Regions from separate parts of the Sus scrofa genome. Here region 2 is linked to region 1. A link is a contact called in public Hi-C data. All regions are on one chromosome and are shown on one strand. The core of a region is the stretch at or near the end of the contact, and the rest is flanking DNA. Distances in the headings are between cores, read along the strand shown.

Evidence for each region. Hi-C and Micro-C count contacts between places; a contact is called where the count stands out from the background.
Region 2: a contact with region 1 is called in a Hi-C map of skeletal muscle, with 3 times the contacts expected there. The contact joins two enhancer-like sites. A contact is called at or near these places in 2 of 47 Hi-C or Micro-C datasets (epiblast stem cells and skeletal muscle).

Annotation. Positions count from the first base shown.
Region 1 is chr15:47,873,772-47,879,613 of Sscrofa11.1, forward strand. No RefSeq gene overlaps it. Among named protein-coding and RNA genes, the nearest start is that of TACC1, 16 kb to the left of the region's middle. Within about 2 kb of position 2,835, at least 6 of the 83 cell types and tissues checked have an H3K27ac peak or open chromatin away from gene starts, as enhancers often do. A contact at or near this core is called in skeletal muscle, where this site is marked.
Region 2 is chr15:47,990,071-47,996,593 of Sscrofa11.1, forward strand. No RefSeq gene overlaps it. Among named protein-coding and RNA genes, the nearest start is that of FGFR1, 61 kb to the right of the region's middle. Within about 2 kb of position 4,066, at least 24 of the 83 cell types and tissues checked have an H3K27ac peak or open chromatin away from gene starts, as enhancers often do. A contact at or near this core is called in skeletal muscle, where this site is marked.

The DNA.
Region 1 (5,842 bases), core at 1,585-4,084:
TCACATCAGGCCACTGACTGTTCTGGCCCTTGGTCAGCTCCGGCCTGAATATTTGTGTAGTAGAGCTTTGGCACTTCATTAACTAGTACCTCACATGGTTAGTTAATCTGCCTTATAGCACCCATTAGGTTATAAACTCCTCCAGGGTAGGAAGAACAATTTATGTTTCTTAGGGTCTCATCACACACACACACACACACACACACACACACACACGATGCTATATACACATTAGGCATTCATTATGCTGTTCCTAAATGCTCCAGCAAGTATAATTGAGTGGAATAGAATATAATTGCAATGGGAGTTTGTGTAAGGGAGCAATCTGGGTGGGCTGGAGTAGGTGGCAGAGGGAGATTTCACTGGAGATGCAGGGGGCAATTGACGTGCTGTGGTTCTCTTTTTTCCTTTTGAAAGTAGTGATTAAAGATAACATGAAGAAATATAGAAAAGTGTACATATTCATTATAGAAAATTCGTAAAATAAAAAATAAAGAAGAAAATGCAAATCAGAGGTAATTGGACTCCCAGATGTTCGTCAACACATGGACTATTTAATTATAAACCGTAACAAGTGCTCTGAAGGAACAGATAAATAAGAGAATAAATAACGGAGGATCCTGCATACAGGAGGCCTCTCTGAGGATGTGACATTTAAACTGGGCTCTGAGGGCAAACAGAGGTTAAGAAAGGGAGAAACAAGCAGGTGTGGTTAAGGATATGTTTTTTAAAAAGGTAAATGAGGAGTTCCCGTTTGTGGTACAGCGGAAACAAATCCAACTAGTACCATGAGGATGAGGCTTCAATCTCTGGCCTCGCTCAGTGGGTCAGGAATCTGGAGTTGCCCTGAGCTGTGGTGTAGGTCACAGCTCGAATCCTGTTTTGCTGTGGCTGTGATGTAGCCACCTGTAGCCCCAATTCAACCCCTAGCCTGGGAACTTTCATATGCCATGGGTGCAACCTTAAAAAGCAAAGAGCAAAAAAAAAAAGGTAAACTATGACTCTATAGAAATATAAAATGAACATGTGCCAAAGATTTTATTTAACCATGAAATTATGAGGGAACCAGAAAGTTGTTACAACTGATTCAAAGGAGAATTCAAAGTATAACACTTATTCCTCAGGAATACTGGAATGAAATATAAACAGATGCCAAACTGCGTGCAAGAAAATTAGCTGTCTCTCCCCTGGACAGAATTCACTGGCATATAGAAAATTCACAGAATGCATTTGCATTATTCTCATCTATTTACAACTTATAGACTTGTAAACCAGCTCAGAGAAAAGGAAAAATGTAGATAACCGGGGTGGGTTACTAGTCAGGACACTCATGATTCCCCCATCCAGCCACCCACAGGTTTCAAAGTGTTTCCCAATTCTTCCTGACCCATGCAAATGCCCTAGGGAAAGAAAGAGCTTAACAGACTGAAAGAAGAGGATGTCCTTAGGGTGTAATAGCAGCAGAGCAGGTTGAAACACGGATCATGGTGTACATTCTGGGTTGTGGCTGGAGTTTTTCACTTGACAATAAAAGATAAACATTTCTCCATATCATTGAATATCTGCTGGAAGCTTTTTTTTTTTTTCTTCTCTTTTTAAGGCCACATAAGCAGCCCTGCAAGTTCCCAGGGGTCAATTTGACCCAGGGCTAGGGGTCAAATTTGGAACTGCAGCTGCAAGCTTACCCCAGGGCCAAGGCAACACCAGATTGGAGCCACATCTGCAAACTATGCCGCAGCTTGTGGCAACACTGGATCCTTAAACCACCGAGTGAGGTAAGGGGATCGAACCTGCACCCTTATGGAGACTATGTCAGGTTCTTAACCCACTGAGACAATAGGAACTCCTAAAGCATGGTTTTATAATAGCTGCACTATGTTCCCTTGTAATGGACTCTCCATTATGCATTCACTAACCTCCCACTCTTGACTATTTAACTGGTTATCATGTAATATTCTTCCCCCCCACCTCTTTGCTTTTTAGAACCATACCTGCAGCATATGGAGGTTCTCAGGCTAGGGGTCCAATCGAAGCTACAGCTTCCAGCCTACGCCACAGCCACAGCAATGCCAGATCCAGGCCTCATCTGTGACCCACACCAGAGCTCACAGCAACGCCAGATTCTTAACCCACTGAGTGAGGCCAGGGATCAAACCCATGGATCCTAGTTGGATTTGTTAACCACTGAGCCACAAAGGGAACTCCATCACTTAATATTCTTGTTCATGAATCTTTTGTTCTCACATATCTTTGATTATTTCCTTAGAATAGATTTCTATACCTAGGATCTCCAGTTCAAAGATTATTTTAAAAGCATAGATTAACAAAAGTTGCTTTCAAATGAAAGGCTATAGGAAAACATTGAGGCATGGAGAGGTAGAGGCTGGAGACCTGCTTTGAGACCAAGGTAAGTGGGAGGAGTGAGGTGAGAAGGATTTAAACCAGGCAGAGCAGTAGGGGGTGAAGGGGTCAGAAGTGAGAGCTGAGGAGAAGCACTGGGTTTGAGAGTCTGGGTGTGTTTACATCAAGGGCTGGCAGAAGAGCAGGTAGATGGCTCCAAGCCTTTGGGATTGCTTTTGCCTTAGACACATTTTGGAAACGGGCATATCTGGAGGAGAAACTAATTGGAGGAAAGAAGACACATTTATTTGGGGGTATGGAGGGTGTGGTATGCCCATTGGGCATGCTGGAGGTGGGGCAGAGTCTCTCAGGAGAGGTTAAGTTAGGGAGTCCTGCAGAGACGGCTAGTTACATCCTAGAGGAGATGGGGGAGTGGGAGGAGCCTGGGCAGAATCCCCACCCCCCAGGGGGCGCCCGAGGACCCTGCAAATAAGCAGCGAGAGGAGGGTGGGGAGGCATGTCTGGAAGGCAGTAGTTGACAATGTCTGGTGTTGCCATGAGGTCCGAAAGGACAGGGACTAAGAGGGGAAAACAAACAAACAACAAAAAAACACATTGTGTTTGGCCAGAAGTCACAATGACCCTGATGAGACGGTTCATAGAACTGCGGGGGCAAGAGTCCCCGGTTAAGGGAAGAGGAGATGGAGGCATTGAGTGTCGGCCACAGTGTGGAGGATTTTGGCAGCAAAAGGAACAGGAAAGTCTGGAAATCAGCTAGAAAGGAGGAGCGTCCAGCATGAGACGCCTGTGTCTTGACCTTATTCCAACCCAGCATCTTCCGGCCACCAGTCCACATCCCCGGCCGCAGTTTCCGCCGCTTATTTTTCAGCCTCGTCTTTTTTTTTTTTTTTTTTTTTTTTTCTTCAATGGCAGGGGACAGATGTGGCTTCATACCATAAGCAGGGAACACAGAGCTGGGCACATAGTAAGTGCTCGGTAAGGGTTGGTTACTGTTATTATTTTTTTTATTAATTACAAACCCTTAGGATCAAGGTATGCAAACAAAAGGGAAGAACAGGACGCCAAGGAAGGGGCAGGGGAATATAGGTGAGGTGACGAAGGCAGCATACATTTTCCTACCAGGGAATCGTCTGGAACACTATGGGCCATTTTTCTTTTTTATAGATCCGTTGGGAGTTCCCATTGTGGCTCAGAGGAAATGAATCCGACTAGCATCATGAGGATGCAGGTTGGATCCCTGGCCTTACTCAGGGGATTAAGGAACCCACGTTGCTGTAGCTGTAGTGTAGACCAGCAGCTACAGCTCCAATTCAACCCCTAGCCTGGGAACTTCCATATACATGGGTGTGGCCCTAAAAAGTGGGAAAAAAAAAAAAAAAAGAAAGAAAAAAAATCCGCTGTTGACTTAATTCTAGATACACTGTTTCTATAGGAGATGTCCTAAGGAGCTTGCATTTTGTCAGTTTGTGTGTAGTTTTACAACCCTTCTCAAGGATTTCTTTTTGCATCTCCTTCATAGTCTTGAGGTGGGTCTGAGTCTTAGGTCTGGCCCTGCCCCTTGGAACTGTGGGAAAGAACAAAGGACATCTCCCCCAGGGATGAGCTGGGGGAAGAGAAGGTGCAGGGCAAATAACCAAATGCCCAATGTGGGAGCAACTGCAGCAATTGCAAGCAAGGAATGTGGGAACCCAGGAGCCCAAGCCTTCAGGGCTATCTGTGGGAAGTCACAGCTCTTCATCAGTGAGGGTGATCTGGGCAGGACCAAAAGCCCAGGGAGTTCCGTCTGCAGGTGGAGATGAAGGGCTGAGGGATGGAGTGGGGTCGGAGAGCAACAGGTCCTACTTTTCCTATGGCAGGATGGCAGTTAATCCACACTACATCAGGGCTGTGCAGGGAAGATGCCGTTTATTTGTTTTGTCTCTAATTTTGCTGATCTTCCCCCGAGCCTTCTTCCCCCACCGATTAGGAGGCCAAAAAGTAACTAACTGTCCAATCTCATTTAAAGCTTCAATAACTTACACAGTCTTTTTGGGTAGAGTTCAGTGTCTCATGGATAAAAGATCCCTTCTCCTCCTTTTCACTCTAAGGTAGCCTCTGGGATACAGAGGAAGGGCTATGTGTGATTTATACAAAGGAGGGTCTCAGCTGTACCATCAGCATCCTTGGAGGGCCAGCAAGCTTTCCTGTGTCTGCCTGTGGGCTGCTTGCCCTCCTGGCCTTTTCCAGTGAAGCCAGGTTGCTGTTGAATATGCAACCTGGCCTCTCTTGGCTTGACCAGAGCTCTCAGCACTTCCAGATTTGACCCATCAATTCCAGAATTGACCTGGCTCTCCTGTGGCTGTGTGGCCCCTCAGAGGCCCCAGTGCCCGGATTCCACTCTGCAGCCCTGGCTACAGAATCACCCTTCCCAGTGATAACTCTGGTCTCTCTCCCAGCAGTTTCTTTTTAGTAGCCCGGTTGTTACAAAAGCTCACTGTTTCATTGCTTCATTTTATAACTGGGCTAAATGTCAGCCTTGGGGGAGGGAGGCAGAGAACCCATCTACTATTAAGGCTACTCAAATAATGAGAAACAAGGCCCCCAAATTCCTCTGCATTGACCGATGCTTCAGACCAAAGTGTTGGAACTGACCGGTTGTCCTGGCATCTGGTGGCGATGGCGTTTTTTTTTTTTTTTTTTTTTTTTTTGGCCAATCTGGAAACCTGAGCGGTCTTTTATTTCCAACCCTCTCAACTCTGCTCTCAATGAGTATGGAAAGTGTTGCATGTGGAAATTGCCTGGGCGACTGGGGGAAACGTTGCCAAAAGAGAAACTTTCCAGTTCTTAGCTTTCAAAGTGTGCACTGTGCCATATGTCATGAGGTAATACAGATTCTCTGAATGGGGGCGCCACCGCCAATGAAAGCAGCGACTCAACAGTCGGCAAATACAGTTCTAGTCAGTAATCAGAGGCAAAAGAAGAATTCCTAAGAAAGAGCAAAGGCACAGGCAACCAGAAGCAGCACAAAATGGAGGGGAGCTGCCCTCGGGCCCAGAGCTTCGTTTTGTTTAGGAGGGGAAAATAGGCTTGAAAGTGTTCCTGAAGGAGCAGTCTTCGTGTTAACTGATACCATCTGGAAATCAACAAAATTCAGATTTTATTTTTACAGATTTGTACCAAAACCCAGTTCCAGCCAGGGAACCTCAAATCTCCGAAGCCTCCAACAGGGCACTGAGATATAAATAATCAGTTAGCAAAAGCCGCCTTCAAAAATGACAGGCGAAGGTTGTTGTCTTCTCCTCTGTATTTAAATCAAGAGATGAGGTGAGATGTGACCAAGTGCATGGAGATATGATAGTCTGGTGATGCATTTTTAGTCATTTTTAACCCATAGATACCAGCCTCAGAACAGGCAGATTTTATCTTCGAGACCCTTCATTCCCCTTAAGTATCCCCTGTCCTCACTCTGACCCCCTTGTCCCCTCTCTGCTTCCTCCCCCCA
Region 2 (6,523 bases), core at 2,816-5,315, 120 kb after region 1:
ATAGCAGCATTATTCGTAATAGCCAAGAGTGGAAATAATCCAAATGTCCATCAACTGATGAATGGATATATGAAATGTGGTGTCTCCATAGAATGGGATACTCTTCAGAAAAAAAAGCGGAGGGGGGGGAATGAAGCACCGATATACATTCTACAACATGAATGAACCTTGATAATTATGCTGAGTGAAAGAAGCCAGACACAAAAGACCACGTATTGTATGATTCCATTGATATGAAATAGCCAGGGAGAGAAAATGCAGAGAAGTAGTTGCCAGGGGCTCAGAGGAAATGGGGAAGATGAGGCATGACCAATGATAGGTGTGGGGGTTATTTTGGGGGTGATGAAAATATTCTAAAATGGATTGTGTGACAACTACACAAGTCTGAGACTAAAAATCATTTAATTATACACTTCAAACGGGTGACTTGTATAATAATATGGATTATACCTCAACAAAGCTGCTACATTAGAAAAAGTTTACTGGAATTCCCGTCGTGGTGCAGTGGTTGACAAATCCGACTAGTAGCCACGAGGTTGTGGGTTCGATCCCTGGCTTTGCTCAGTGGGTTAAGGATCCAGTGTTGCCGTGAGCTGTGGTATAGGTCGCAGACGCAGCTTGGATCCCGCATTGCTGTGATTCTGGTGTAAGCTGGCAGGCACAGCTCCGATTAGACCTCTAGCCTGAGAACCTCCAAAGTGGTGGAAAGCAGCCCTAGAAAAGGCAAAAAGACAAAAAAAAAAAAAAAAAAAGTTTACAGTGAACATAATTTTTTTCTTACAATTTGATATTGATTTCAGCTATGCCAACCTTTGAGATGTCTTCTTTTCTAGCATAGCTCTTTTTCACCTTGTTTATGCTCAAATCAACTACTTTTCAAGAGCACTTACTGATCTCATTTTCCTTTCAAGCCCACAAAAAAAGGCACAGGATTTTTTTTTTCTTTAAAGTCTGAGTTTTTTTTTTTAATGACAAAAGTGATACATTGTTTAAAAATTCATACAATATGGAAATAGTGGGAGTTCCCATTGTGGCTCAGCAAGAACCCGACTAGTACCCATGATGATTCAGGTTTGATCCCTGGCCTTGATCAGTGGGTTGGGGATCCAGTGCTGCCTCGAGTTGTGGTGCAGGTTACAGACGTGGTTCAGATCCCGCATTGCTGTGGCTGTGATGAAGGCCAGCAACTGCAGCTCTGATTCAACCCCTAGCCTGGGAACTTCCAGGTGTAGCCCTAAAAAGCACACAAATAAATAAAAGTATAGTAAACATCAAATATCTGCTCATAACCCTTTTCCCCAAATTGCCTATATAATATGTCGGTTTATAGCCTTCCTAAGTTTCAATGCAGATATAAATATGACATAATTCGCACAAATTTGATCATCCGAGTACACTGTTCTGAGATCTGCTATTTTCTTTGACATTCTATAGATTGCGTTCAATGACCAAACATTTGGAAATACACCATAATTTTTAATACGTGCGTAATATTCTATTGAATGAATAACCCCACAGTTACACTAGTCAACACCACACTAATGGATATTTAAGACCCCCACGTCTCTCCAGATCCCTCAGATCCTTCCAGATGTGGCTCACATCTTGTCTCTTCTGACAGTTTCCCAACTTCAACCCAGTAGAAGCAGTCTTTCATCATTCTGAATGCTTACTGCCTGAACTCTGAAGCTCATATTGTTTTCATTACAGTTTTCCCACCACTTTGGGGATTTAATGCATTCAGTCGGCCTCTCTTCAGCACCTTCCTTGCACCAGCCCTGCCGGATGCCCAGCCCACAGGAGCTCAGACCAGTGTTATATCTGCAACTAGACTGAGAACCCATCGCAGGCAGGTGTAAAGGGTACCTCCCTGTAGCTTGCAGTGTGGCTGCAGCCCAGGAGGCCTGCAGCAGATATTTCTGGATTCTTTGGTGAGTTGGAGGGTTGACAATAGTGTAGAGGGAGGGCTACTTTTCTCACCCCCATCCATATTAGTGCCGCTGAGTCTTTACCTGTGCCCCATGACCCGCCTATTCTATAAATTCACCACCCCTTCCTGCTCTGAGGTACTTCCCCTCTCACCAGGGAGGCAGCTCTGGCCCTATAATTTATCTCTGTGCCCTGTCTTCTTGGGAGCAGGACGTGCAGCCTGGCAGGTGCCTGATAACAAGCCCATTAAACCTCGGTCTCTGCTCTCCGCAAGCCCTCCCAGGCCCTCCGCAGTGTTTATCTTTCCTGCCCAGCAGTGGGGTGGATGACGAGGGTCTACCTCGGAGTGGGGAAGGCAGGAAAGAGACTGTACCTGGAGCCCGGGTCACCTGAACAACAGGACAACAGGAACTGCACACAGCATGGCGTTCCCCCCTCCTGAGGACCAGAGTTGGACTAAAGTTAATAAAAAACCAGATCCTCATATCTACCGTCATTCCTCCAACACACACACACACACACACACACACACACACACACACACACACGAACCTCCTTCCCTGGCTCCCTGACAAGTAAGGTAAAAGCCAAGGAAATTACCTCGTATGAGGGAACCGGGCTAGGTGGTCCCCAATCCCTCATGGTGCAATTTGAAAGTATCAGGCAGGACTAACTCCCTGGCCACCTGTCACCGAGTTCTCATTCAGGGTCGTTTTCCGAGATGGCCCCAAAGTCTCCTTTGGAGGAGCAGTTATTGGGCAGCCCTTCACGGCATTTAGAATTTCTTTTGCTTTTTCCTTTTCTTTCCTGGCTGCCCCAGGGCATGTGGAGTTTCCAGTCCAGGGATCTGCTGTTGTGACCTACGCTGAGCCTGAGCAACACCAGATCCTTTAAGCCACTGTGCTGTGCTGGGGATAGAACTTGTGTCCCTGCATTCCAGTGATACCACCAACCCCTTGTGCCACAGCAGGAACTCTGCTTCATGGAATTTAATGCTCTTCTGTTAATTTAATTCTCTTGGATTAATGCTGCTTCATGGCATTTAATGCTCTTCTATTGATTTAATGCTCTTCCATTGCCATCTTGAGATTCTAAATGATTTTTTTAGAGAAAGCGATCCTGCCTTTTCATTGTGTGCTGGGCCCCACAAGTTATGAAGCTGGTCCTCTTGATCTGTAGGGTGCAAGATTCTTCAGGAAGAGGATGCAGGATGCTCTTGAGTGGGGAGAGGGGGCAGGTGAGTGCTGAAGGGCTGTCATAATGGAAAATAATCTGAATATATATATATATGAATATATATCTGGGTCGCTTTGCTGTATACCTGAAACTAATACAATATTGTAAATCACCTATACTTCAATTTTAAAAGAAAGCGCTCCATACCTCCCAGCTCCAAGTGGATGTAGGCGTGTGAGATGGCTCATCTCCATGTTCCTATGTCTCTGTCCATCCACCAGGCCCTGGGCTCAGTCACCAGAGTAATAACAAAGTCAATTCTAGGGAACCTGCTGCAATTGACCCAGGTACCTTACGGCCACAGCAAACCGGGACTGGGAGTCCCAGTTTCGCTAGGGCTAAGCACAGTCCCCCCACACACACACCGCCCCACCTCTGTCCCAGGGAGCGCAAGTAAGACTCCCTGTGAGCAAGTAAGACTCCCTGTGATCCTGAGCCCCAGGAGGGAGCAGAGAATTCACTCCCAACCTCACTCCCAGCAAAGGCCCGCTCCCGCCCTAGGAAAACCAGCACTTTATTAAGGCAGAGAGTAAGAGTGAGCAGGCAAGAGGCAGGTCTCAGACTCCTTTGCATTCCAGTGTCAAGCTCAGACCTCTGGTAGGAAAGAAGGAAGGAAGGAAACCCTCCTGTCTTCTAATCTCCTCCAAAACAGCCTGTAAGATTCCACCAATTTACTGCATTTCTTAAGGACCTTTTGGCCTTGAGAAGCCCTAATAACATTCAGATATTCATGGCAATCTGTGAACTTTCTTCCAGGGAGAAAAAGGGTGGTGCTGGGAGTCTGGTGAACCAGAAGGACGACAGGGAGGAGGGGGAGAGGCAGCGATGACAAATACAACTGCCCTGGAAGGAACACACCAGTGGCCACAGTAGCGAGAGGCCCTGCGCCGTCACTTGTGGCTGCAGAGCAGATGGACGCGGCTCCAAGTGGCTTCCGAGTAACCGCTTGCAGAGTTCTGTTTGTCCTAAGCTCCTTCCTGCCCCAGCTCCCCGCTGTCCTGGACCGTGAGTCCCCCTCCCTTCCTGAGCAACTAAAAAGCCGGACCTCCCTTCCAGGAAGGTTAGAAGCAAAGCTGAGGAGGGGCTGGCTGCGCTGCCGCGAAGTGTCCGCAGCCCGGCCTTCCAGCCCCTCTTCCCAGCACCCGGCCCCGCCCACTTAGCCCCCCCCCCGCCCCTCGGGCCCGGCCGCGCGGAAACAGGCCCCTCCGCTCGTCCCACCGCAGAAGGGGCAGCGGGAGAGGGGAGGCCTGGAGGGCCTGCCCTGCCCTCACACACTCCCTAGAAACCCCATCCCGCTCCACAGAATGTGACCTCATTAAGAGGACCTGCTGGAAAGAGGATTAGGCCTCACAGCGAGTTCCCATCATGTGGTTGTTATTATCAGTCGTTTTCATCATAATTCAGAACTCGTAAGTAATTTGGAACTGGTGCCCTGTCGCCAGCTGCAGCCGCCCCGGCATCAGCTGATCAGCGTCAGGCTCCCGCACACCTACATTCCGGCTTTGAAGCCGAAGAGCTCATGGATTCGTCAAGTGCTCGGCCCTAGACTGCCTCCCTCCACGTGGCGCTTCCCCTCCCCCAGAAGGGGGCTCACTTGCTGGTGGTCGTCAAAGCCTACTGAGGGCGTGGGGCCAGAGCTGGGCCTAGTAGTGGGGGCAGGGGCATCTGAAGGGGGTGGGGGAGGGGAAGCAAGGGGAGCCCAAGACTCTTTCCACCTTAAGCACATGCCTCTGCTCCCCTGCCTGGTCCTTCATCGCCTGGAAGTCTCCTTGTATCTGCCCCCAAAGCAGCAAAAACCATTTTTCTGTGAATCCCAGGGACCAAGGTGGTCTTACCTGCCCCCCCACCCTAACTCCTCCTAGACCTGAGGGGTAAGGTTCATGCACCTCAGTTCCTCTTCATACCTGGTGCTGTGACCAATCAGAGGGCGAAATCCAGCATCCTGCATCCTCTCCCTCCCGCCCCAGTCTGGAATAGTCTCCTGGGATGACCCTTAGCATGGGGGATAGTTCAGCCAGGTGAAGGCCCCTAGCTAGGAGGAGCTCATCCTGGGACTGGAAGGGGTTCTGTTCTCACACTCAAGGCTGCGCTATGGGTCATGGCCCCCCGGGGCCCAGCTACCTTCTCGCCCATCGGTTTGTCCATTCAGGGGCTGGGATGGACATCTGCTGAGACTTACTCCAGGCCAGACTGAGGACAGCAGACCCACCCATCCCCAGCTGAGCTCCCAGACTGGGGAGGAGATAAGGAGCAGGCTGGGTGGAAGTCATCCATTGTGTGGGAGGTCCCCACCTTTGCCCTCCAGGAGCTCAGAGTCTGCAAGCTGATGCAGTGTGATAAGGCTAGGAGGGGAGATCAGCAGCTAAGGGGGAGGGGGCACCTAAGCGGTGCTAAAGATGGGGGGAGGGATGAGGGGCAGAGGCCCAGCAGGACAGCAATGGAGGTCAGGCAGGAGGGGAGAACCCCTCTGCTCTAGGCGGAGTCCAGACAAGGTTGGGAAAGTAGCTGGTCAGAGCTGGAGGCTGCTGTCCTGGAGAAGCTGGCCTCCGTCTAGCGTGGGATGACAGATAACTGGACTAAAGCAACAGAGGGGCAGAGGGTGTGGATTTCAAGAGGAAGGAGAATGGACCGGACGTGGCGACTAATGGGTGTGGGCTACATGTGAAAAGGAAGACATCGAACTGACACCCGGCTTCGGGCTTGATTGGCTGGGAGGACAGCAGAGCAGTTGACCCAAGCAGGGAACATAGATGAGGGGCAGGACTGTGGGCATGATAAACAGTTCAGTTTTGAACTCACTGACTTTGAGGTGTTTGTGGGACAACCACAAGATGCTAGGAAGCTGTTGGATAGTGTTACAGATTTGGAAGACAGTGGCACACTGAAGTCCTACAAGTCCCTGAGGTCGTCCAGTTTGTAAATGACAACAAGGTTAAACCCCGGAGGAACACCATCATGATTGAAAGGAAAAGGAAGAGGAACTGGAGAAAAGCTGAAAGGACTGACCAAAGATAAAAGAAAAACCAGGGGAGATAGAATGAGTACGTTATGACTTTTTTGCATTTAACCAAAAAAGCCAATTCAAACTGGCCTAAATAATAACATTGATTTAAAGGTGCGTGTAATTGGAAATCCAGGGCCAAGACTAGCTTCAGGTTCAGTTTGTTCCAGCTGCTCAACAACGAAATCAAGGATCCAGTTTCTTGATGTCTCTTGGCTCTGCCCTATGTAGGATTAGCTTTCTTCTAATGCCAATTGCCAAAACTCCTAGGTTTCATATCATCCCCTCCAAATTAAGGGGGGAAAGACCCACACACCCAAATACCTCCCAGAGGAGCAAGAAATTTTCTTACCCTGA